5 separate regions of the Mus musculus genome follow, and all the other regions are linked to region 4. A link is a contact called in public Hi-C, HiChIP or PLAC-seq and promoter capture Hi-C data. All regions are on one chromosome and are shown on one strand. The core of a region is the stretch at or near the end of the contact, and the rest is flanking DNA. Distances in the headings are between cores, read along the strand shown. Region 1 has its middle 19 kb from the start of 4930572O13Rik. Region 2 overlaps Gm32123 (predicted gene, 32123). Region 3 overlaps Gm32008 (a long non-coding RNA gene). Region 4 holds the start of Ppif (peptidylprolyl isomerase F (cyclophilin F)). Region 5 overlaps Gm41112 (a long non-coding RNA gene).

The links. Promoter capture Hi-C pulls out the DNA fragments that hold promoters and counts their contacts. A called contact is a pair of places that touch in the nucleus more often than the background predicts. HiChIP or PLAC-seq counts read pairs in DNA pulled down with a chosen protein or histone mark.
Region 1: an H3K4me3 HiChIP or PLAC-seq map of pro-B cells shows a contact between it and region 4, with 2.7 times the contacts expected there. The contact joins the enhancer-like site here to the promoter of Ppif in region 4. A contact is called at or near these places in 2 of 39 promoter capture datasets (liver and stem cell-derived epiblast-like cells) and 3 of 115 datasets of contacts at active chromatin or transcription factors (large pre-B cells, memory CD8 T cells and pro-B cells).
Region 2: a contact with region 4 is called in a Hi-C map of bone marrow-derived macrophages, with 16 read pairs. The contact joins the enhancer-like site here to the promoter of Ppif in region 4. A contact is called at or near these places in 7 of 39 promoter capture datasets (cranial neural crest, embryonic stem cells, hippocampal neurons and 3 more), 2 of 15 datasets of contacts at CTCF or cohesin (embryonic stem cells and large pre-B cells), 5 of 484 Hi-C or Micro-C datasets (CD4 T cells, bone marrow-derived macrophages, cerebellum and 2 more), 5 of 115 datasets of contacts at active chromatin or transcription factors (T-cell acute lymphoblastic leukemia, bone marrow-derived macrophages, embryonic forebrain and 1 more) and 2 of 9 other capture datasets (embryonic stem cells and liver).
Region 3: a promoter capture Hi-C map of hippocampal neurons shows a contact between it and region 4, with 4 times the contacts expected there. The contact joins the enhancer-like site here to the promoter of Ppif in region 4. A contact is called at or near these places in 9 of 39 promoter capture datasets (the 3T3-L1 cell line, cranial neural crest, frontonasal cranial neural crest and 5 more), 1 of 15 datasets of contacts at CTCF or cohesin (large pre-B cells) and 1 of 115 datasets of contacts at active chromatin or transcription factors (large pre-B cells).
Region 5: an H3K27ac HiChIP or PLAC-seq map of T-cell acute lymphoblastic leukemia shows a contact between it and region 4, with 4 times the contacts expected there. The contact joins the enhancer-like site here to the promoter of Ppif in region 4. A contact is called at or near these places in 8 of 39 promoter capture datasets (the 3T3-L1 cell line, cranial neural crest, hematopoietic stem and progenitor cells and 4 more), 1 of 484 Hi-C or Micro-C datasets (nephron progenitors) and 3 of 115 datasets of contacts at active chromatin or transcription factors (T-cell acute lymphoblastic leukemia, bone marrow-derived macrophages and forebrain).

Annotation. Positions count from the first base shown.
Region 1 is chr14:25,160,333-25,164,280 of GRCm38.p6, reverse strand. No RefSeq gene overlaps it. Among named protein-coding and RNA genes, the nearest start is that of 4930572O13Rik, 19 kb to the right of the region's middle. Within about 2 kb of position 2,405, at least 27 of the 459 cell types and tissues checked have an H3K27ac peak or open chromatin away from gene starts, as enhancers often do. A contact at or near this core is called in memory CD8 T cells and pro-B cells, where this site is marked.
Region 2 is chr14:25,110,245-25,114,364 of GRCm38.p6, reverse strand. Gm32123 (predicted gene, 32123) reads right to left here. Exons shown (of 3, transcript NR_153781.1): 3 at 1,434-3,270. Among named protein-coding and RNA genes, the nearest start is that of Gm32123, 3.0 kb to the right of the region's middle. RefSeq lists an enhancer at 3,629-4,120. Within about 2 kb of position 1,309, at least 24 of the 459 cell types and tissues checked have an H3K27ac peak or open chromatin away from gene starts, as enhancers often do. A contact at or near this core is called in bone marrow-derived macrophages, where this site is marked.
Region 3 is chr14:24,840,207-24,844,141 of GRCm38.p6, reverse strand. All of the region lies in intron 2 of Gm32008 (a long non-coding RNA gene), which reads right to left. Among named protein-coding and RNA genes, the nearest start is that of Gm31951, 12 kb to the right of the region's middle. Within about 2 kb of position 1,886, at least 81 of the 459 cell types and tissues checked have an H3K27ac peak or open chromatin away from gene starts, as enhancers often do. A contact at or near this core is called in hippocampal neurons, where this site is marked.
Region 4 is chr14:25,692,653-25,697,012 of GRCm38.p6, reverse strand. Ppif (peptidylprolyl isomerase F (cyclophilin F)) reads right to left here and starts at 2,843. Exons shown (of 6, transcript NM_134084.1): 1 at 2,590-2,843; 2 at 1,510-1,540; 3 at 921-1,009. The coding sequence starts at 2,781. It overlaps Ppifos (peptidylprolyl isomerase F, opposite strand), which reads left to right. Exons shown (of 3, transcript NR_028021.1): 3 at 1-657.
Region 5 is chr14:25,057,013-25,061,044 of GRCm38.p6, reverse strand. The region is part of intron 2 of Gm41112 (a long non-coding RNA gene); the gene reads right to left. Among named protein-coding and RNA genes, the nearest start is that of Gm41112, 8.3 kb to the right of the region's middle. Within about 2 kb of position 1,459, at least 6 of the 459 cell types and tissues checked have an H3K27ac peak or open chromatin away from gene starts, as enhancers often do. A contact at or near this core is called in T-cell acute lymphoblastic leukemia, where this site is marked.

The DNA of each region.
Region 1 (3,948 bases), core at 1,156-3,655, 530 kb after region 4:
TTAGGAGACTTTAAAGAACATTCCACACCTAGTAGACAGACACTGAGAGGGAAAGCAGGGACAATCCCAAACAAGCCAAACACATCACTTCTCTGACCGGCAGAGGTAGCAATGAATCAGAATGCTAAAGAGTTTTCCAGAACCGTTTGAGATCAGCACTGTTGTGTGCAAGGCATCTATGGTAAAACTGGATCACTTTAGGGGCACATTGGGTGAGTTTTGTCTGTGATGGGAAATCCTACAGCAGCACACCTGAGACCTCACCTACTGTCCCAGCACCTGCTCCTGTGTTCACACTGTCATCAGTCTCCCTCATGATGGCACATGGTCACCCATGTTCTTCATCTCCTGCTCCTACCTAGGTATTTCTACTCCTGCTCCTTAGAGTCATTTGACAGACATGTACTGGGCATGACTTTGATCTTACACTAAAGTTATGTCCTTCTGACCAACGGTGGTGTGCCTCTTCTCCAGTGACTAGTGCCTGCTGATGTGTAGTCTTTGGTGGAGGTCTGCTCAGATACTCCACCTCTTTCAAGACTGTGTGTCGTTTCCTTTTTGTTGGGGCATATGAGTTTCAGATATATTCTAGATACACACTCTTTCTCTAACAGATACACATCTTACAATTATTTCCCCCATCTGTGGATCATATTTTCATATACTCAATGGTCCTGAGAAGGGCAAAGGCATCTTATTTTGATCAAATCCAGTCTAACAATTTCCGTTCTCACAGAACTTTCTGTGTAAATACATTTGAATAGGATTACAAAGGTACAATTATGCTTTCTCTTACTATTTTTAACTGCATATGTCAATTGTCTTTGAACTTAATGTTCCCAGACTACATTTTGCCTAATCATACTTCATTATTCTTTTAACACCCTTCTGAAATCTGATACATATACATATTTATTTAGAATTTTTACATATAAATTCCCTAGTAATGTTACTTTATGGATTTTTTTTTTTAGTTTTTGTATATTGTATTTGTCAGGCATAGTTATTAAAGCTATTCCAACTTGGGGCAAGGGAGATGACTCAGAAGGTAAAATGCTTACTGCGTAGGCATGAGCCCGGGTTGAGCTACCTAGCACTCAATGTATGATATAAGTGGTGGGTTACATCTATAACTACAGCCTAGCCCTGGGAAGGCAGAGACAGGAGGGTCCCAGGGTTTCACTAACCAGCCAGTCTAGCTAAAACAGCACACTGTAAGTTCAATGAAGAGACTGTGTCTCAGTAAACATGGTAGCAGGGTGGGGTGGGGCTGGAGAGGTGGCTTGGTGGGTAAGAGCATTTATTGCTTTTGCAGAGGACCTGGATTTGGTTCCCAGAACCCACATGGTGACTCACAACCATCTGTAAATTCAGTTCCAAGACCAAAGCCATCATCTGGCCTCCAGAGTCTACAGTATAGCGCTGTGCACGTGCACACACACACACACACATACACACACACACACACACGAGCATGCATACACACACACACAAATGAAAAATATTCCAACTAATAAAAATGAATTGGATATCATTTTTAGACACCCTAGAAAAGTGTATAGACATTGGAAACAGTTTAATCTCTTGAAATTATTTTAAAAAATCTTTTGACAAACCATTCTACAAAGCTATTTAAGCCTTTTTTTTCCTTAGTGAAAAAAATGTTTAGCAATACAATCCTTTAAATTTTCCCTCCAAGTTCTTTGGGGTTTCATCTGATGAAATGTCTACCTTTCTAGGTAATTTTAGCAATTTAGGTTTTTGACTAAAATGCTGTTTCACTTTATGCCAACATCTTCCATACTGCCATGCCTGGGATCTCACCTCAGGGCTACAGGGTGCTTCACGTCACACCGATGCATACCTTCTCTTTGCTATCAGCATCCTGAGTATTCTCTTCTAGCTCTCACATTTCTCAGGTGGACCAGCTGGCAGACTCCCTGGTCTATAGGTTGCCATGCCCTATGCTCCCTAGGCCCCACCCTGGTCTTGATGATTTCTTTTAGTTTCTAAGAAACGTTGGTTAACCGAAAAAAAAAAAGTAAAATATCAGTTTTCTCGAGAAAGCACAACAGACATTTCAGGGAGGTTCCACAGAGGAAGATGCTGAGTTTCAGAGAAATTCGGAAGGATGTGGTGGAGCCGAGGTTGGATGCCAGACAAACACATCTTGCAGATCACACTTCACGCTTGAGTGGTGATGAAATTGCTAGGCTGAAAACCACTGATCCACTCAAACACTGGGAGACAATATTCTTGAAAAACATGGCCCCCCTCAAACACTAGGAGACAATACTCCTTAACTCTTGGGGTGCAAGCAAGCTCAAAGCCTGCTCCTTGGGTGTTGAGCCCAATGATGACCCCGACCTTCCTTTGTAGGGCTGTGGGTGTGATACCCACATCCTCCAGTGGAGAATGCCCACATGGGGCTTCAGAGCCTTCCTAGCTGTGAAGGGTTTGATGTGAGTGTCGGGTGAGTGTGTGCATAAAAAGAAGGCAGTAGACCAAGCTGTGTCAGCACAGCCAGGATAAAAGAGGTTGGACCAGTGTCTGGCAATATCCAAGGACATGGTCTCCAAAAGATGCTCTCAGGAACAGAGAGTGCTACCTAACTCTACCATGGCCTATGCCCCTCTGCCTCCAAAGCTTCCTCCATTAAACATGGACTTTAGTTCAAAGATCAAGTACAATATAAACAATCTGGTGGTTGTGGGATCCTGTCTGCCACCCTGAATTAATATACAGTCATATTGAGCTTATAAAGGGTACAGAAGGGCAGCCTATGCTTCACAGTCAGAGACTTTTCCAAGCTTCAGTTCTGCTTCTTCCAGGAAGCCCTCAAATGTCTCCATGCAGGGCTGATGTGATGCCTTGGCCTCCCCGGGCCTCTTTGGTTTCAACTCTCAGTGACCTCCCTCAGGCTCGGTCTTATGATCATTTATTTATTATTCCATTTAAGGAAGCATCTGGGAAGCAGAGAAAGGGGCTGGGACATGAATGTCTGTGCCCAGCTCTCTCCTCCCCACTTTTATTCTAGAATGTGGAATGGTGCTATGAATGGGCTGCAGCAGTGTACAAGTCAGACAAGATGTCCCTGTAGATCATAAATGGCTCTGATATGCAGTGATGGGTCCTTTTGAGAAGACAGGAGGCAAAGGGGAAGGACTTGAGGGAAAAGATCAGTGAGGAGATCAGCTAAGGTGAACCAGGGGAGGGATGAACAGAAAGAGGGATGGACAAGGTGCCAAGGTTGACACGCAGCACAGTTATTCTCTGGTGTCTCTTAGCACCTTGTTCGTCTCTCCATGTAACCATGTAATCCTGTCATCACTAAGACCGGCCAGGTGCCCCACCCAGCTTGAGAGTGAAGGCTCTTTGTCAAAGCACAATAACCCAACAGAGTTACCTCCAAGCCATGAGTATTGCCCTGGGTATATTAGTCACCTATTTGTCACTGTGACCAAAATGTTGGTACAGCTATTTTAGTGTGTGTGTGTGTGTGTGTGTGTGTGTGTGTGTGTGTGTGTTTGCTGTATTTTTGGCTAAGGTTTCAGAGGGTTCTCTCCATCATGATGGGAGAGTGTGGAGATGTAGAACAGCTCACATCATGGGGGCTAAGAACAAAGAGAATCTCTGTACTTGGAGCTCCCATCTCTCCCTCTCTATCCCATAAGGAGTGGTATGGTCCGAATTCCAGTGGATCTTACCTATAGCCAGTTAATCCTTTCTGAAAATATCTTCAGACATCCCAAAGGTCTGTTTCTGTGTTCTAGGAGTCTCTAACTGTAGCCAGATTGACAATGGAGGTAAACCACTGTAGCCTGTCTTTAACCTAGACCACAGTTACCGATCAGGAGGGTTGCTCAGCATCTGTCTAGTTGGGTCAGCCAAGTGGGGAGACTATTCTAAGCCTATTTGCTGTGTGGCAATCCCAGATGCTCTTCTGCC
Region 2 (4,120 bases), core at 60-2,559, 580 kb after region 4:
TCCCTCCCTCCCCCTCCCTCCCTCCCTCCCTCCCTCCCTCCCTTCAGCATTGCCCCCCAAGGTCTAATACATGCTAGGTAAGGACTCTAGCACTGAGCTATATCCTTTTTATTAATTTTGAAACAGTTTTAATAATTTGCCCAGGCTGGCCTTGAACTCACTCCCTAGCTCAGGCTGCTCTTGAACTTGTGACTCCTCAGACCTTCAAGTCCCTCTGACTTTCTTACACATCTTTCATGGAATTCATACTGAGCCGACTGCTATGCCAGGCTTTTAATATTTCTGCCATTCATCTAGTTATTCTTTAAATGTTTATTTAGAGCTATTATGTGCCATTGCGCTGGGCCAGAAACTGGAGTTGCCAAAGTCGTGGTCCTTGCTTTTAAGTAGCTCATGATCTTTCAAAGAAGACAGAAGGCCATCGAATCCTGAGCTGATGACCTGAACTCAGGGCTCAGTATGGCAAACAAAAGGCCAAGGACTGAGCTTAAACCTTAGCATCTCCACTTCCGGAACTTCATAATCTTTGTGGATCTCAGTTTCTTTATCTGTAAAATGGGAGGAAGTAGGAATACAAGTGGGCAACGTTATGAACATTCTCTTCACAAAATTTTAGAATCCATTTGTACTTTTTAAAAGTCAGTCATGCATTGGTTTGAAATTTTACTAAGATACAAATTCCAACCAAGTGGGCACCAGTATGAACACTGCTACTTTCTTCACGGAACAAAAGATAAAACTGAGCTAATTACTTTTGATATCAAAAGGTCAATTATTTGTAGGTTCCAAATCCTCCCCCCTGTGGTCATCTCTTTGGCAGGAAACATGACTAAGCCTGTGGGAGTGGAAAGAGGAGGATGGGCTGGGCTTATCTAGTGGCTTGGAGTCAGCTGGGGAGCTGAGGTCAGGCAATGGGAGGAAGGATCAAATTTAAATGAAGAGAAAGGTTGAAGTTGCTAGCAAAGGAGCTGGACTTCAGAGAGGGCCCAGGCGCATGAGGCTACTTCACATAACAATGTTTTTCCTTTACTTATTCAACAACATGTTCTTCCATACCAGTCTGGGCAGGTGCTGGTCACACAGGGTGATCCCTCTCCTGGGAAGGTTTGTGATCTAGTTAGGAGGATCAGACATTTCAAAAACCCAAAGGTGGGTGACAATTGCTGGCAGATTAGTCTACATGGCCATCGAACCAGATCTGGCCTGCAGTCAGGGAGGCTGTATTTGAGCGAGTGACAATGGATCTGTGATACAGAGGAAAGAGCTACCAAGGAGTAAGGGAGTCACTACGCAGACGTGGAACAGCATGATGGTGCTGAGGAGCAGCACGAGCTGACTACAGGAACCGTGACTCACCAGTTTTGGTGAAAGTGGTGTTTACCAGCTTTCAGTAAAAAGGGAGAAGGAAGATTGAACCAGAAAGGCAACGACGCTTTGTGTTCATCCATAAGACGGTTTTTTACACAACCATAAAAATATACAGAGAGCACTGAGATACTCGAATGTCAAGATTTCAGAAGCAGTATCAATGGTGTTAGTTTCTTCTAGAAGGGCTTGCATGGGAGCCCTGGCTCTTGCTTTTCACGAGTAAACCATATGTGAGCTTTAAGAGCTCCTGGAAGCAGAAGCCGGTGAGCATCAGTCCTAATCAGGTTCTCTCTCCAGCCCTCACTTCTGACCCCCGAGTCTTCCTGAGAACTGCTGCTGCTCTGACCAGTGAGAACTCGGGAACTACAGCCATTTCTGTTACTCTAGTTCCCTCAACAAGTGCCTCTATGTGTTATGTGGGTAGAGAAAAAAGGGGGGGGGGTTGACAATTCATCAAGTCTAGGAAAGAGATTAAGTAACTACTCGGGCTTTAATTGTGTGCCTTATCGGAGAGTTTGATGTTTGTAACATGCATTATAAGTCTCTAACTGGGGACATAATTAGGAATATTTTCCAAACACATTTGATCTGAAAACATGCTTTTCCTGCGAATCCTGGGCAGATGTGTTTCAGAGTTTGTTTTTGGTAACTGCTACTTAAGTGAGTACCTTAAGTCTGAAACCTCAGTGGACTGGATTGTAGAGGTCACTTTGTCCAAACCTTCCGTGCAACAGAAGGCTGTGACTAAATCCCAGTGACCTTAATCCACCTTGCAGGTGTCACTGCAGACACACCCCTTCCACCAGATACTGTGATGCTGTAGGCGAGAAAAGTGGCACCAAGAGTAGTGATGTCCCTATGTCCTGTGGTGCTACTGCCAGCCAGTTCTGGCTCTGGCCCTCAGTTTCAAGGTGTGTTCAACAAGTACTAAGCATCTGTGGTTCTGAGGACTCAACACTACCTGACAAGTACCTGGCACACCAGAATCACACAGGAGAGTTGTCAGCCAGCTGGCATCTCACCCCAAGAAACACGCACCCTGCTTTATACAACCAATTATATGCAAATATTCTTTGTAGGATATGCAAATACTCATGGCATTTTCTATAGCATTAGGTTTTAGTCTTATTTCTAAGAAAACATACTGAATTCAAGGGCCAGGAGAAACATTCTATTCTATCTGCTGGTGCACCAACCTCCCAGCAAGCTCTTTGATTATTTAACCTGGTGTTAATTTCATTAAGAACAAATGCACCAGACTTTATTATCCTTTAGAAGAACGGAGGCTTCAGAATTAGAACACTGCATATTTATGAGTGTGGGGTGTGTGTGTGTGTGTGTGTGTGTGTGTTTGTGTATGCACAAGCATGAACATGGAGGCCAGAGATCAATGCTGGGTATCTTCCACAATCCTTTCCCATCATATGTTTTTGAGGCAGGGTCTCTCACTGATCTTGCAGCTCACTGCTTCCACTAGACAGGCTGATCAGCAAATCCCTGGAATTCTCCTCTCTGCTGGGCTCTTGCAGGCACATGTCACTGTATCTAGCTTTTATATGGGGTCTGAGGCTGAAACTCAGTCCTTCACACTTGTATGGAGGTTCCTTACAGATTGCTCCATTACACTGGACTCCCCTTTCCATTTTAGAGAAATGGATGTAGGCTCGATGAGAAGAGGCAATGTACTAAAGTTCTTACCGGACTCAGGAATTGTTCTGGTTCTAGAGAAGCGGGCTCCTTCCAGCTTCCAGCTTCCAGCTTCCCCTCGCACAAGTGACACTTTTCTTGGATGTTTAGACCCAGCATGATAAAGTGTTTTATTGTGGAATCATTATGACTTGGTAATCCTAGGAAACTCCCTAAGACTTCTGTCTCCTCGGTGGTCTGGGAAGATGTTGTTTGCTGAAGAGAAAAAAGTAAGCCATCAACCATCAGGGTGAGCTCAGTCCATGCTGACCTCCATTTTTCGCAAGTAGTCGGGAAGGAGAGGAAACGCTGGACTCCTTCTGCCTTGTTCCCTGGGGGAGCAGGTGCCAGACCACAGGCCTGACAGTTATGCAAATCAGATATACAGGCTGTAAAAACAACAACAAAGGGCACTAAACCTCTCTGAACATGCATCTTAGCCAGTGGTGAGTGAGGACTGAGAACAGTAAGCCTTGATGTCTCTCTCTAGTACTGGTCCAGGGAACAGCTTGGGCACCATTTCAGATGAGACAAGGGCACGCTGTCACTGTGGCTCAGGGGTCTCCTGTTCCTCCTGCTCCCTGAGTGTGTGTTTGCTTGTGTCATATGTGTAAGTGGGTGTGTCTCCCAGTAGGTCTCAGGTTCTGCCTCCAACTGACCTGGGCACTTCAGGCACCCACTGGGTTAAAGCTGTGCCAGAATGAACACTCACAGGGTGGATTAGAAAATGCCCTAACTACCTTTACTTCTGTGGTTGTATCACAGAAATTGACCAGTGGGGACCTTCTTGGAACTCAAATGACTCTATTGCCAGCCAAAGAATACTTAAAAAGTGTTTGATAAAAATCTTAAGTTGAAAGAAGACCCCAGCAAAAGCAGCAAGCATGGGCCTTAGTTAGCATCTGGACCATCCCTGATGTTACAGACAGATAAAGAAAGTGATGCAGGAGGGCTTGCAAGAAGATGCACAGTTAATAGCAGGGTAGATTCAGAAATATAAGTTCTTTCTGGACTCTGGGGTGGCAGCCTGGGGCTAGTCAACTTAGGCTAAGTGTATTCTACAGAG
Region 3 (3,935 bases), core at 637-3,136, 850 kb after region 4:
AGGAGAGTCTGGGAGCCATGGTTTTATGGGCATACATAAGTTTAACCAGCACAAAGAGATTCTGTAGAAGAAAGAAAGAACGATGCTTGGGAGACAAACACAGACTCCTATACCCGAGACAATTCTCATTTTCTTGAAAGTAGTGGGTTAACACCAGGGCAGAAGAGTTGTAAATAAGAGGAAGCAACCAGGCCTGGAGATGGAGAACACGGGACTGCCAGGTTGGGTGACAGCCCAGAGGGAGAAGAGAAACCTTCTGAGACCTGAAAGATGACACATGACTAACTAGACACAAAGAGCACATGGCTGAGGGGTGAATAGGAACTGATATCTAGACACCCAGTCATGCAGAACCTGTTACCACATTGAGGGGACCTGGTCTTCGTTCTAAGACTCATCAGAAGGCATTTGACCTGGAAAGTAACTCGACCAGGGTTGAAGGCTAGAAAACATAATCATATTGCAAGGTGGAAGATGTGCTAGATTAATGGAGGCAGGGAGAACCCGTTTGAGGCTCCTGGAGGCAGAAACAGAAAGGATTCTGGCTTGAGGCCCTGTGCAGGTGCTGAGTCTCTTCAGGGATGAGGGATGGTAGAGCAGTGTTACCCTGAGTAAGGACTTGTCTGCAGGGAAGTTGAAGGCTTGACCAGAACCTATAGTATCAGTCTCCTTTCTTCATCAGGAGCCTAACAGTCAAGGCTGGTTTTCTCAAAGCTGAATTACTGATGCCTAGCACTGGGTGTAATTTATATGAGTACCCACCCATTCCTTCCTAGACTCTAGTCTGACACATACTTCACTGTTTCTTAATTGCACAGGATCAGGACTGAAGTCCATTGCACCCTGAAGTAGTTACCCAGGAGCTTACGAAGTTTTGACAAACTGAGCTGAACTTCACCTGGACTGCTTGCAGAGTCACACTTGAGCCAGGTATCTCAGAGTCACTTGCCATGTCTGTCCCAGTGCATGACCAGTAGGTCCCAAGGGCCCCATGTGAATGCCAAGGACACCGCCCTCAACAGAGCCCACATTAAATCTTTCAACACTGATCTTTGAAGGCACCTTGTGATATCCATTCATCAATTCACCAGGATGCATTAATGCTTGCTGGTTTTTTCCTGTCCCTTTATCAACCTGGTCCATATAACCCTGCAACACGGGTCAGTTCATACAAGTTGACTTCAAGGGCAAGAGGCTACTGATTTGAATTCCCCAAGTCAGGACTCATTCCTGGATCAATACTGACTTCACTGGGGGTAGCCAGCTAGATCATTTACATCATGATATCTGAAAGAAAGGGACTCTTGGTCTTCCACACAGTATCCCAAGGAGGATGGGATCTGGAGATGCCAGGAGACTCCCCTTTCTCAGAGTACCCAGCTGACCTGCCCTCTGGGCATACAACAGAACCAATGTCAAGCAATGAACTTGTGGAGCCTAGGTTATCAGGCTGACAGGGCCAAGGCCAGTGTTATCCTGATGCATAACCCATCTTCTGTCAGGGAAGAGAAAGCCAGTACATGTATGCTAAACACATGGGCACAGTAAGGACATGGGCCACATAGGGGATAGCAACTTCTTACTAAGGCCTTCTTACAGTTAATCCTGGAAGAAGGCCAGAGCATGAACAAACCATCTTCCAAATACTTCCTGGAGAAATCAGGTCAGGTTAAAATCGAGGAGCTGCTAAAAACTGGCTGAGCCCTGGCTACTCCCTGAAACCTAGCCTCTGAGCCTCTCTCTGTGTCATCTGGGAGGCAGCTCTGGAGGCTGGGCCTGAGGAGCAGAACCCAACCCTCCACCACCTTGCCTTTAGCTTCAGGCTTTATGTAAAGGGCACTAGGGACTCACAAAGGGTGGCCGATGGTAGCAGGCCAGACAGGCAGGAGAGAGGCAGTGAATGAAAGTCTTTGTTTAAGGAAGGCACGGGCCGCGCATCGGCAAGCCCAAGAGAAGCATGTCATTTTGCTGGAAATGCGATTTTCCCTAACAAGTACAGAATCCTACATGACATGTTGAAAAGTGTATCTCTTTGAGAAGCTGCTCTGTATCTCAGAGGCATCGTCAGTACGGCACCCGTGTAATGTGGCAGTTGCCATGGCAACACCTCGTTTTCCATAGACAGGAAAATCAGAGTGGCTAAGTCGATTGAGAGGACCCAAATAACATCTCGAAGGCAGGCTGAGATGCCGCATCGGCTTTTGCATTTGCAGTGCCTGGAGTGCCGTTGTGGGGCAAGTAGCGTATTATATGTGCTTCACAGAGAATCCCCAAGGTAATGTTCAGAGCTTCCTCATTGGTCAGAGGCTGGGAGATAATGGGATTTGCCCAAAGCTACCCAGCAAGGCAGTGACAGGGCCACTGTGGCCAGACTCCCACCTCCTCAGGCAGACAGTGCTCATGGCAGGAGTGACTCTGGCCATCTTTCTCTTCCCTCCAGTGTCTTCAACCATTGCTGTTTCTATTATTTTTCTACTTGCCCTGAAGATAGATAGGGCCCTCAGCAGCAGGCAATAGCAGCCAAGTTAAATCAAAACACGTCCGAGCATCTCCCCTCGGACACAGACTGTCCTCGATATGTTCCTGTCGACGTGTTTGCTTCCAATGTGCAATCCCAGCCCAGAGAATGAACCTTCCCCAGGAAGGAACTCTATCCATGGGTGTAGCACTAAATTGGTACATAGCCCCGAGGGGCTTCCAAATAGAGGAATCATGTATAGCCTTGTCACCCTAGGACCTAGCATGGTGAGACACTGAACTCTGCACAAAGCCACATAGGTGTGCAAACATGTATATGCATTGGCTACAGCCACCACTATGCCCACATGCCAGAGCCAGTAATGCAGGCCTCTTTACGTGGCACCCTATGTAGCCACCCTCTTTGCCCTGGTATGGGGGTGGTGGTACAGAAGGGCTGGAGGCAGGGTGCTCCAAGGCAAGCAGTTTATTTTGTTCACAATGGAGTCTGGAGTTAACACAGTTGGCCCCAGAATCCTCTGGTCTCCTACTTTCCCACATCCCGTGTTGTTCAGGGCTCCCCCACGGGGCTTGGTTGTAAATCTCATTCTCCCTCCTAGGAGGATGTTGGCATCCAACTTAGGGCAGGAACAAGAAAAGTATGCAGGCTGTTCTTTAGTCTCCAAATATAAATTTGAGTAAGGATGAGGGAGTTACAATGGTTGGGGAGGGGGAGACACCTGCCCCCCTCAACTTCCCAGAGGAAAAATTTCATATAACTGTCAGACATGTAATAGAACTGTCAGAAGTACAGGAAACCAGCTACACAGATTACAAAAACATATGTCAGAGACCTATTGGTTTCGTGACAGTGTGAAAATCACAATTTTTCCATCAAGATAGAAAATAGAAACAGAGGAAAGCCAAAAGCACTTTGGCATCTGTCCTCTGACAGCAGCAAGCCTAACCCACCAGGCTGAAGGTGGGGGGTGCCCCAGAAGCAGGTCCAAGTGATGGGAGACCAGCCCCTGTGGCAGTGTTAAGCCATCCTGACCTTTGACCTCCACCCTTGGAAAAAGCATCCATTCTTCTTTCAGACCATTCATTCACACTGGAAGGTGAAAGTGCTCCCACCTCTGGCAAGTCGTTCTCCCGTGATGCTAGTTCTTCAAGCTTATGAGGAGGATGTCTGGTAAAGATGAGGTCACACTTCACACAGGCCACTTAGTGGTAGAAGAGGTATCAATAGTATCAGAACCCCTTCCTTCCCTTTGTGATCATAAGAAAGCTAGTGTGGGCCACTCCCTAGAGAGTAAGAGAAAGTGAGGCAGGTCAACAAGGAACCACAGTGCTGAGAAGGCAGTCCACTGTCTCCCAGCCCCTGCTACCCATGTGCAGTGGATCTCTTGCTGCTGCTTTCTTTCTTGCTAGTTCTTGGTTTTTTTGTTTTGTTTTGTTTTTTGTTTGTTTGTTTGTTT
Region 4 (4,360 bases), core at 1,594-4,093:
GATCACTAAAATAAAGAGCTGAACAGCCTGTAGCTCAGCAGAAGAAAAGGCGGGACTTGATGGCCAGAGAGAGGGAGAGGGTCTCAGAGGGGAGAAGGGGAGTTGCCATTGGGACATGAATGATGAAGGAGGTGCCAGGGTGAGACTAAAATGGCAGGTAACGAGCCACGTGGCTAGGAAGTAGTTTAAGGCCAGTATTATTGTGTTAGAATAGCTCAGATTCTGCCCAGTTATACTGCCTGAAGCCTTTAATAAATATAAAGGTCTCTGTGTCATTAATCAGAGCAAGGGTGGGCTTAAGAAAGTCCTAACTTTTACAGTCCAGACAGCCTAGGAAGGACCTCCCTGCAATTCTTGCCCAGAAGAGTATAGGAACACTTCTATGCCACAGCCACAGCTCCGCCTACCTCTCCTTCACTTTGTCACAACCAATGTGTAACCAAAGCACTGTAGAGTGACAGTAGGCACAGCTCCAACCCACTGCTGCTTGGCTCCAGTGGAGAGAACAGGCAGAGAGGACTTCAGAGAGGCCAAGACATCCATGCCTGCCTCAAGCTCTCCTCAACCTCCAACCTCGAGTCTGCCCATGAGGGTTTTGCTGCCAACACCTAGCCTGAAACCTGATGCAGCAATACTGGGAAGGCACCTCCAAGTCCCAGCATGTGTAATGATGATTTAGCCATCTTATCCCCGCCCTGTCTCTTTTCCCATGCCCAGTGCTCAAGGGCACATGGAATACCAAGATTAGAGGCAGTCTAACTCCGATGGCCCTTCACAGCCTCAAGGTTCATCCCCACCAGCAGCCCTGTGCTGTGTCCCCTCCCTGCACCAGGGCCCAGCTCACCCACCAGTGAGCCCAATTACTCCCTGGACATTTACACTGCCGGTTCCACTCACAGCAGAGGCCATGTTCCTGTTACCTGGCACATGAAGGCTGGGATCACCCTGTGGAAGGTGGAGCCTTTGTAGCCAAAGCCCTTCTCACCAGTGCATAGGGCTCTGAAGTTCTCTGAAGAAAGAGAGAGAGAGAGAGAGAGAGAGAGAGAGAGAGGCAGGCAGGTTAGGGGCAGGCAATCTTCCCTGCCGATCCCCCAGGTGAGCTACCTGTGGAAAGGCCCTGCCCCTCTTCCTGAGTCCATTCCTGATCACTTTTCTGTCTTGAGCCAGTGTGAAGCGCTGTGACTAGAATCCAAGCTCTAAGCTGCGCCAGCTGGGATAACAAAGCAAAGAGCCCAAACACTTTACCTAACCCTGCCCTGTGCTGTCATGGAGAAGTGGGAGGAAGCTATCAATGAGAGCTTACATGGGCCTTCCCCTGGTTCTGAGATGTCTAGCTACTTTCAGACTGGTTAGCAGAGTTGACAACAAGGTCCAGAGAGGGACAAAAGGCTGCCTCAGGGTACTCATCAGCTGTGCTTAGGTTGAGACTCCCATATGGTCATAATCTAAGTCCTAACTCCATGCCAAGCCCACCAGCCTTGCCGGGCTCACTTTCCACGTAAGCCTTACCTGCAGTCTTTGGCACGACATCTGCCTTTAACTATGGTGAAGGAAAAGGAACAGAAAAGGATGGTCAGTCCAGAAGCAGGTGCAAAAAAGATCCCCCTCACCATTCACACCCAGAGGCCAGGGCATCATGACAAAGAAGAACAGGGCCATTCCCTTCCATGACCACCAACCCTCCTCGGAACTGCCAAAGCCACTATCGTTTCTGCCAGCTGCTTCCTGAACCCAACCAAAGCTTGCTTGAGACAGCCTTAGTTTCTTATCCGAAGAAACTAGTGCCATCCTGGCCCACTTCCGGGACAGAAATGTCAGCTGGAGGCCCTCGGCATGAGTCCCTGGACCAAGAGTAAGTATCACATTAGAATTAGCTGACCTTCCTCAGTGCTGGGGGAAACTGAGGCTCACAGAAGGGAAGGAGGGGACCGTCATCCAAGCCTGCCTCATGCCTCTCAACTTCTCTTAAGAATCCCTCTTCACCAAACAGAGTTGGGGAGGTACTCCTCATTTTCCAAACGAGGAAAATGAGGCATAATAAAAAATGCCAGCTCCCCTCCCCCAGTAGATCGGCAGTCTAACTGGTACCTTTGTTCAAAGCAGAACAGCCTAAAGGCTCCTGGGATGGCCTCCTGATAACCTTGGTGTCTGTTTCCTACTTTTCTTTTTAAGGGTCAAATCTCAGGGAATGGAGAGGGCTTGGGCAGCCAGAACCTTCTCACTTGCATTCCCTGTGTCTCCTCTTAGGCAACCAGGCCTTGGGGGCGGATCCGGAGTGCGCTCAGGCCACCACGTGAGCACCTGGCAACACCTGGACCTCAGCTACCCACCCCAGAGCTCTGGGTCCAACCTCGGACGCAGAGGGTCTAGGAAGCCCAACGTCGGTCCAGGCCGGTCAGTGGGCTGTCACTCAGTACGATCTGACCTTGACCTTTTCCTCCACACCCCCCAGGGTTTTGAAAAGCCCCGAACGGACCAAGCTGATGCCGCCTCTTCTGAGAGAGGGAAACTGAGGCTCAAGGTCACCTGATGTGCCAGGCACAGTACAGGGCCCGGGAAGTCCAGGTTTTCCAAATGTCCAAGCCTCACCTCCAGCACCACGCGGCCGAGCGGCTGTCCATCGGCGCCCACGTCCAAGTACACGAGCGGGTTCCCGGAGGAAGAGTTCGCGCCGCGGGCTCCGCCGTCGCTGCAGGTACGGGTCGCGGAGAGGAGCAGCGGCGCGGAGCGCGGGCCGGAGAGCAGACCGAGCAGGCGGGGGCCGCAACGCAGCGCTAGCATCGCTGTCGCGGGTCGGGCGAGGGCGCGCGGAAGAACTCAGAGCAGACACAGGCAAGGTCGTACGACCCAGGAAGCGATACCTAGGCCGCGCGCCGCCGCCTTTATTGGTCGGCTGGCTTCGAGACCACGCCCCCCTCCACGCCTCCGCCGCGCCCCCTCGGAACCTGTTCGCTAGCGTCCCCTGCCGGTTGCCGCTGGCAGCGTAATCGGCTCGTGCGTTGTGCCCCGCCCTCCATCCCTACACACTGAGCCGGAAGTCCTTTGAAAGTGCTTCTAGATCAAGAGAAAGGTTGATCCTGAGATTCAGAAAGACGTGGGGGGGTGTAGGTGGGGGAATCTGAGGTGGCTCAGAAAGGGAGAGATAACAGAAAGAACAGAGAAGCAGAGATACAGTCTAAGACACCCACAAGGTGACCTCAGGCTGCCGGCTCCAGGGCTGAGTTTGTCTCCTTTTGCTTCTAGAGACCAGATCCTCCGCCAGGACTGAAAATACAGTTTGCCGAACCAATAGTGCATCTGCCAGGCCTCAGTCCCAGCCCACTCTGACAGCCCTTGTCTGTTCCCACCACCTCCAGCCAGGCCAGCAGAGTGCGGGGCTAGATTTACACCCCCTGGAATGCCCCCTAGATTTACATTCACCTGGAATAAACTTCCTTGCCAACTGCACCACACCTGCAGGTAACTTCCTAAGCAACCATTCTCTAGGGATGCCAGGAAGTTGGCAGTGTGTGATATAAAAGGAAAGGAGCCTGCAGAAGAGCCACAGGCAGGACTTTAAACCCTGGTGCACTGGGCACAGCACCAGCCTGGGAATCAAATGAATGCCAGCCAGCGAGAGCATGTGAGCCAACACAGTTAGGAAACTGAGGCTCAGAAAGAGAAAAAGGCTCTAACTAGGGCTAGAAAACCCTGGTTCCCTACTGCTGGATTCAGCCAGTCCTGCAACCAAGGAAGCGATGAGAAATTACCCTGCTTTCTACTCATACCTGTTCTGAGGATAAACAAACAAGAGAGAGAAGCATTTGTTAACTGTTAAATGCTGTTCTGTGTTCAACAGCGATGGGCATAGCCTAGACTGTGTGCTCAGAGCATAGCGGGGAATCTCCAGTGCAAGGTCCCAAGGTCCTGAGAGGCGGGAGCAGGAAAGGAGCTGAGAGCCTTAGGAGCCGGGGAGCCTGGCCTGTCCCACCCAAGATTCAGTTGGGGGGTGTGTGTGTGTGGAGAAGCCATGCTGGTCCAAGTAGTCTATGAAATCAGGGCATGCTCCCCGCCTCACACATGGCAGCCTGAACCCTCTTGTGATGGTCCACAGCTCTCTGCTTTGTGCTACTGGCCTTGATGGGTTGTATACCAGTCCCTAGTCTAGGGTGGGTCTCACCCAACCCCACATAGGGCCCCGTCTTTTCTTGTCAGTGTGTATCAAAGGGAGCTGCCTGCAAGGGGAACTCACTTGCCCTCCGCTCTGCCTGAGCCATTGGCACATTTTCTAAAATCTATGCAACAGCAGTGCACACTTAGACTGGAAGGGAGTGGAGAGGAACCACCACACATGCCCTGCTAGGAAGCATCCACAAGTCCC
Region 5 (4,032 bases), core at 210-2,709, 630 kb after region 4:
CTGAACTGCATGCAGGTGGGCTTCCCACCCTGAGTCTCCCTACAGAACCACAACAAACCCAATCACTCATTCACTCACAGGCTTATTAATTCAACAGCTTATATTAAGCTGTTGTAATACGTTGCATGTTCGTGGCTGCTTAAACATGATGGCAGAGGTGGGCTCTGAGATGACTCGACTCATGTTCTCATAGTAACGGCAGGGCTGAACTCTTCTGTGCAGAAGAACTGAGTGTGGGCTCACAGAGGCAACGGCAGCCGGCAGCCTCAGCAATATGGGGGCTACTAGGCAGGAACCGCTCTGAATGTCCAGTTTCTTGTCCTTACTCAGTTATTTGTGAAGTGCTTTGGCCAGGCTACCTCCCTCCCTCCTTCCTTTGTATTAAATATGCATCATGTCCTACAGAAGACGCTGGGAATGCAAATGAAGTCCTGGAGAAAACAGGCCGGAAACGAGATTGTTATGCCATAATGCGACTATCTAAGCAAGCACAAGGCATGATGGGAATTCAGAAGTGGCCACTCCCCTACTCCCACTTGACTATCTTGGACAGCTTTGTCAACAGGTGACGCTGAGAGTTCCCTCTGCCCGGCTGAGCACTTGCACACTCTAGACTACAAGCGAGGCTGCAGTACAGGCCTATAGGTTTTGCCTAGACCAGAACAGACTCTTGGACCCTCCTCTCATTGCCTGGAATCTCTGGGCCTCTCTGGCCTGGTTGGATGGTCTCAGCCCCCTTGAGCCCTCCTTGCTAAGTGCAGAACCTGGCACTGCTCAGAATCTAAAATGAAGAGCTCTGGTCTCATCCTATCCCATGCCTGTTCTTATTCAGCTGCAATAGGGTCCTAGAAGTAAGAAACCCTTCCACCTGCCCCTGGATGCCAGGCCCTGGGGACCCCGCAGAGCTCATCCTGCCACTACAAGAATGGCCTTATCTTGCAAGAGCAACTTTCAGGTGGGTTAGAGGAGGAAGAAAACTTCAGAGCAGAAGCCAAGGTCAATGTTGAAATGTTGAGCAGTGCTGCTTGCCCCGTGTTCCTCTCTGTGGCATCTTTTTGCAGTGTAACTTGGAAATGAAAGTCAGGCATAGAATACACTGATAAAAATGATATGATTGTTGTGACTAACAAAGTATTTGACTATCAAATGAAACTTGGGTTCCAAACCAAGTATTAATAAAATAAATATTGACAACAACTGATTTTCTACTTCTTACACTCTCTGTTGTTTAAATGGAATAACAGAAGCAAAATTGCCCTGGGCTTGTGCACCTACAGAGTGTCTGCTTGTTGAGTTAAGTATTCAAGGTAAACTTGCTGTATCACTCTGAATATGTGTCTCTACCTCTCTGGTTCAATGTGCTCTATAAAACAGGGCTAGCATCACTACACTATGGGATGTGGCGAATGAACCGAGAAAAGCAAGACTGCGTTTTCCGTGGTACCTTTCATCTCCTCCGTCAGCCTGTTTTAATTTGCAGCCCCTTCGGAACCACTCAGCATTGGTTGCCCTGATAAAAGTAGGTCACAGGGTGAGATGAGGGGCCACTTCCTTCCACCTTGAGCTCACAGGGACACCCAGTTCCAAAGACTCGAGAAATGGTCTCCCTTACTGAGTGAGGGCCCAAAGGAAGGCTGAGGAAGTTTCTATACTTCAGTAGCAAGCTTTCTCCACCTCCCACATCCAAGGCTTGTACAGTTTTTGAAGGGCCCAGAGTTGTCTTCCTGGGTTGGGGATGAAAGGAACAATGAGGAGGTTTACCTTCAAAAGCCCACCCTGGCTCCTGTGGCCGCCTCCCTCGACTGCGGCGCTCCTGTGAATTATGCATGAGGTTCTGGTGGGAGCCGTGTGCCTTTTCAAATATTTCTCTAATTGATGAGTGGGGCTTTGATGAATGTCTGTAGAACCCGGAGCATCTGATCACAGGAATTCTGTCTTGTTCCTCCTTGACAGATGTTTATTTGACGTAAAGGGGGTGCAAGGTCCAGGGAGCTGCTTCTCTTTATTGTAAACAGAAAGCCTATGGTTTTGTTCCTAAATCCTAACAAGGACCATTCTCTGAGGTCTGACGCCCGCCATCAGTCAGATGAACCGGCCGCGGGCAGAAAGCTCAAGTGTGCAGCCCTCATGTAGGCTGAGCCCTCCTTTTATCCAGAGTGCTCTTCTGTCTATTGAGGAATGCCTCCTGAACTTCATCTATGAGGAGAGACAGAACCCTCTAGAACCAGGGTGTATAGGTGTCAGGGACCATTCATTTCCCTCTACTGGACTGATTGTGATGATGTCCCATGGTCCCAGCACTGGGATGCTGGCATGGGTTGAGAGATGGGCACTGTCGCTGAGGCCTTGAAAGGCTCTGTGAGTGGCACCCTGGCTCTCAGTATGATGTGTGCATACTTCCCTAGTTTCTCCTCCCAGGGAAAGGCAGAGCTGCACATCCCAGGCCAACATCAGAGGCCTTCTTCCTCTCAATTCAACTCATCTCTCTCCATCTGCCACTCCCTCCCACACAGGACCCCTGAGTTTCAGCCTCCTTGGTGCCCTATCTATTACTTATACAAGGCATGATATTTCCATGAAGCCTTACTGGTACTACATATTGTAACATGGCACTGTTGAAATTGTCAGATCTGGTGTTTAACATGCTATGTTGGTCTCATTCAAGTCATATGATAACAGTGCATGATGTTAGGTCTAGGACAAGAGATTGATTGGGTTTTTTGCTACGACCTCTCACTTCAGGACATAAGGCCAACATGTACATGTGTGAGTGCATGCGCACATGCACACACACACACACACACACACACACACACGCGCGCGCGCGCGCGCACACACACAATTATTTATTAAGTTGCTGGAATATATAGTTTATGTGCACTTGCCAAAAAATTCTCCTTTCTCTGGCTTCCTGCTTTTTGGCTGAGGGACCTGTGCCAGAATACTGTACCTGTGTGATGTGCACCCTACATATCTAGTGTGGAATGGGGAAAGGGATGTGCAAAGACTTATAGTTTTGATTGCCAGCTAGTCACAAGTCTACCCCCTTGTAAGAGGGAAACTCAAAGGAAGAATTGTCTAGATCAGCCTGGCCTGTGGGCACGTCTGTGGGGGTGTCTTGATTTATAATTGATACAGAAGGGCTCAGCCCACCATGGGCAGTACCATCCTTAGGAAGTTGAGTCTGGGATGTATTAGAAGGCCAGCTGAACAAATTAGAGAAGCACAACAGTAAGCAGAACCCCCCCCCCCGCCCCATGGTTTCTCCTTCAAGCTCCTGCCTTGAATTCTTGCCTTGACGTCCTTCAGCGATGGACTGTAAGCTATGAAATGAAGAAAGCTCTCTGTTCTCTAGTTGCTTCTGGTCATGGTATTTCACACAGCAACAGACCGCAAGCTTGAACATGGCCTCCTTCATTTTGCCTTGTGACCCACCATGCATAGGGAACATGTTTAAGTCACTGACCTGCAGAAACTGCCGGAGGGAAGGGAGTCTGTGTTGGCCTGTGTTGGAGCCTACATGCTGGAGTGCAAGGTCAGAATGGTGACTCTAACATGGTGTGAGTTGTGCTAAGGTCTGGGGGCCTGTTCCACCAGGCAGAGGAGAGTGAGAAGAGATGCCACAGTTAAAAGTCCCCCAGATGCCAAAGTCACAGAGCCTGTAGATATTAAAGGACACTGAGAACGATCTGCAAATGGCTCTTGTACAGAGACATTTGATAACTTAAATGAAACAGAGCACTTATTTTAGAAATGTATTAAAAACTCTCTTAGGAAAATAATAGACTCTCTGAATAGCTCTACATTTATTAAAGAAAGAGCTTTGAGTTTAAAAAGAAAATCTCCCAGAAAGGAAAACTCTAGGTCAAGATGGTTGCATGGACATATTCTGCCAAACATTGAAGGAAAAAGTAACAGCAATTCTGTATAACTGCTTCCAGACACAGAAGAGGGAGGAGTTCACAATGCATCTTATAAGGCTACTATTATCCTGAAGTCAAAACCAGGTAAAAAAAAAAAAACCATACAACA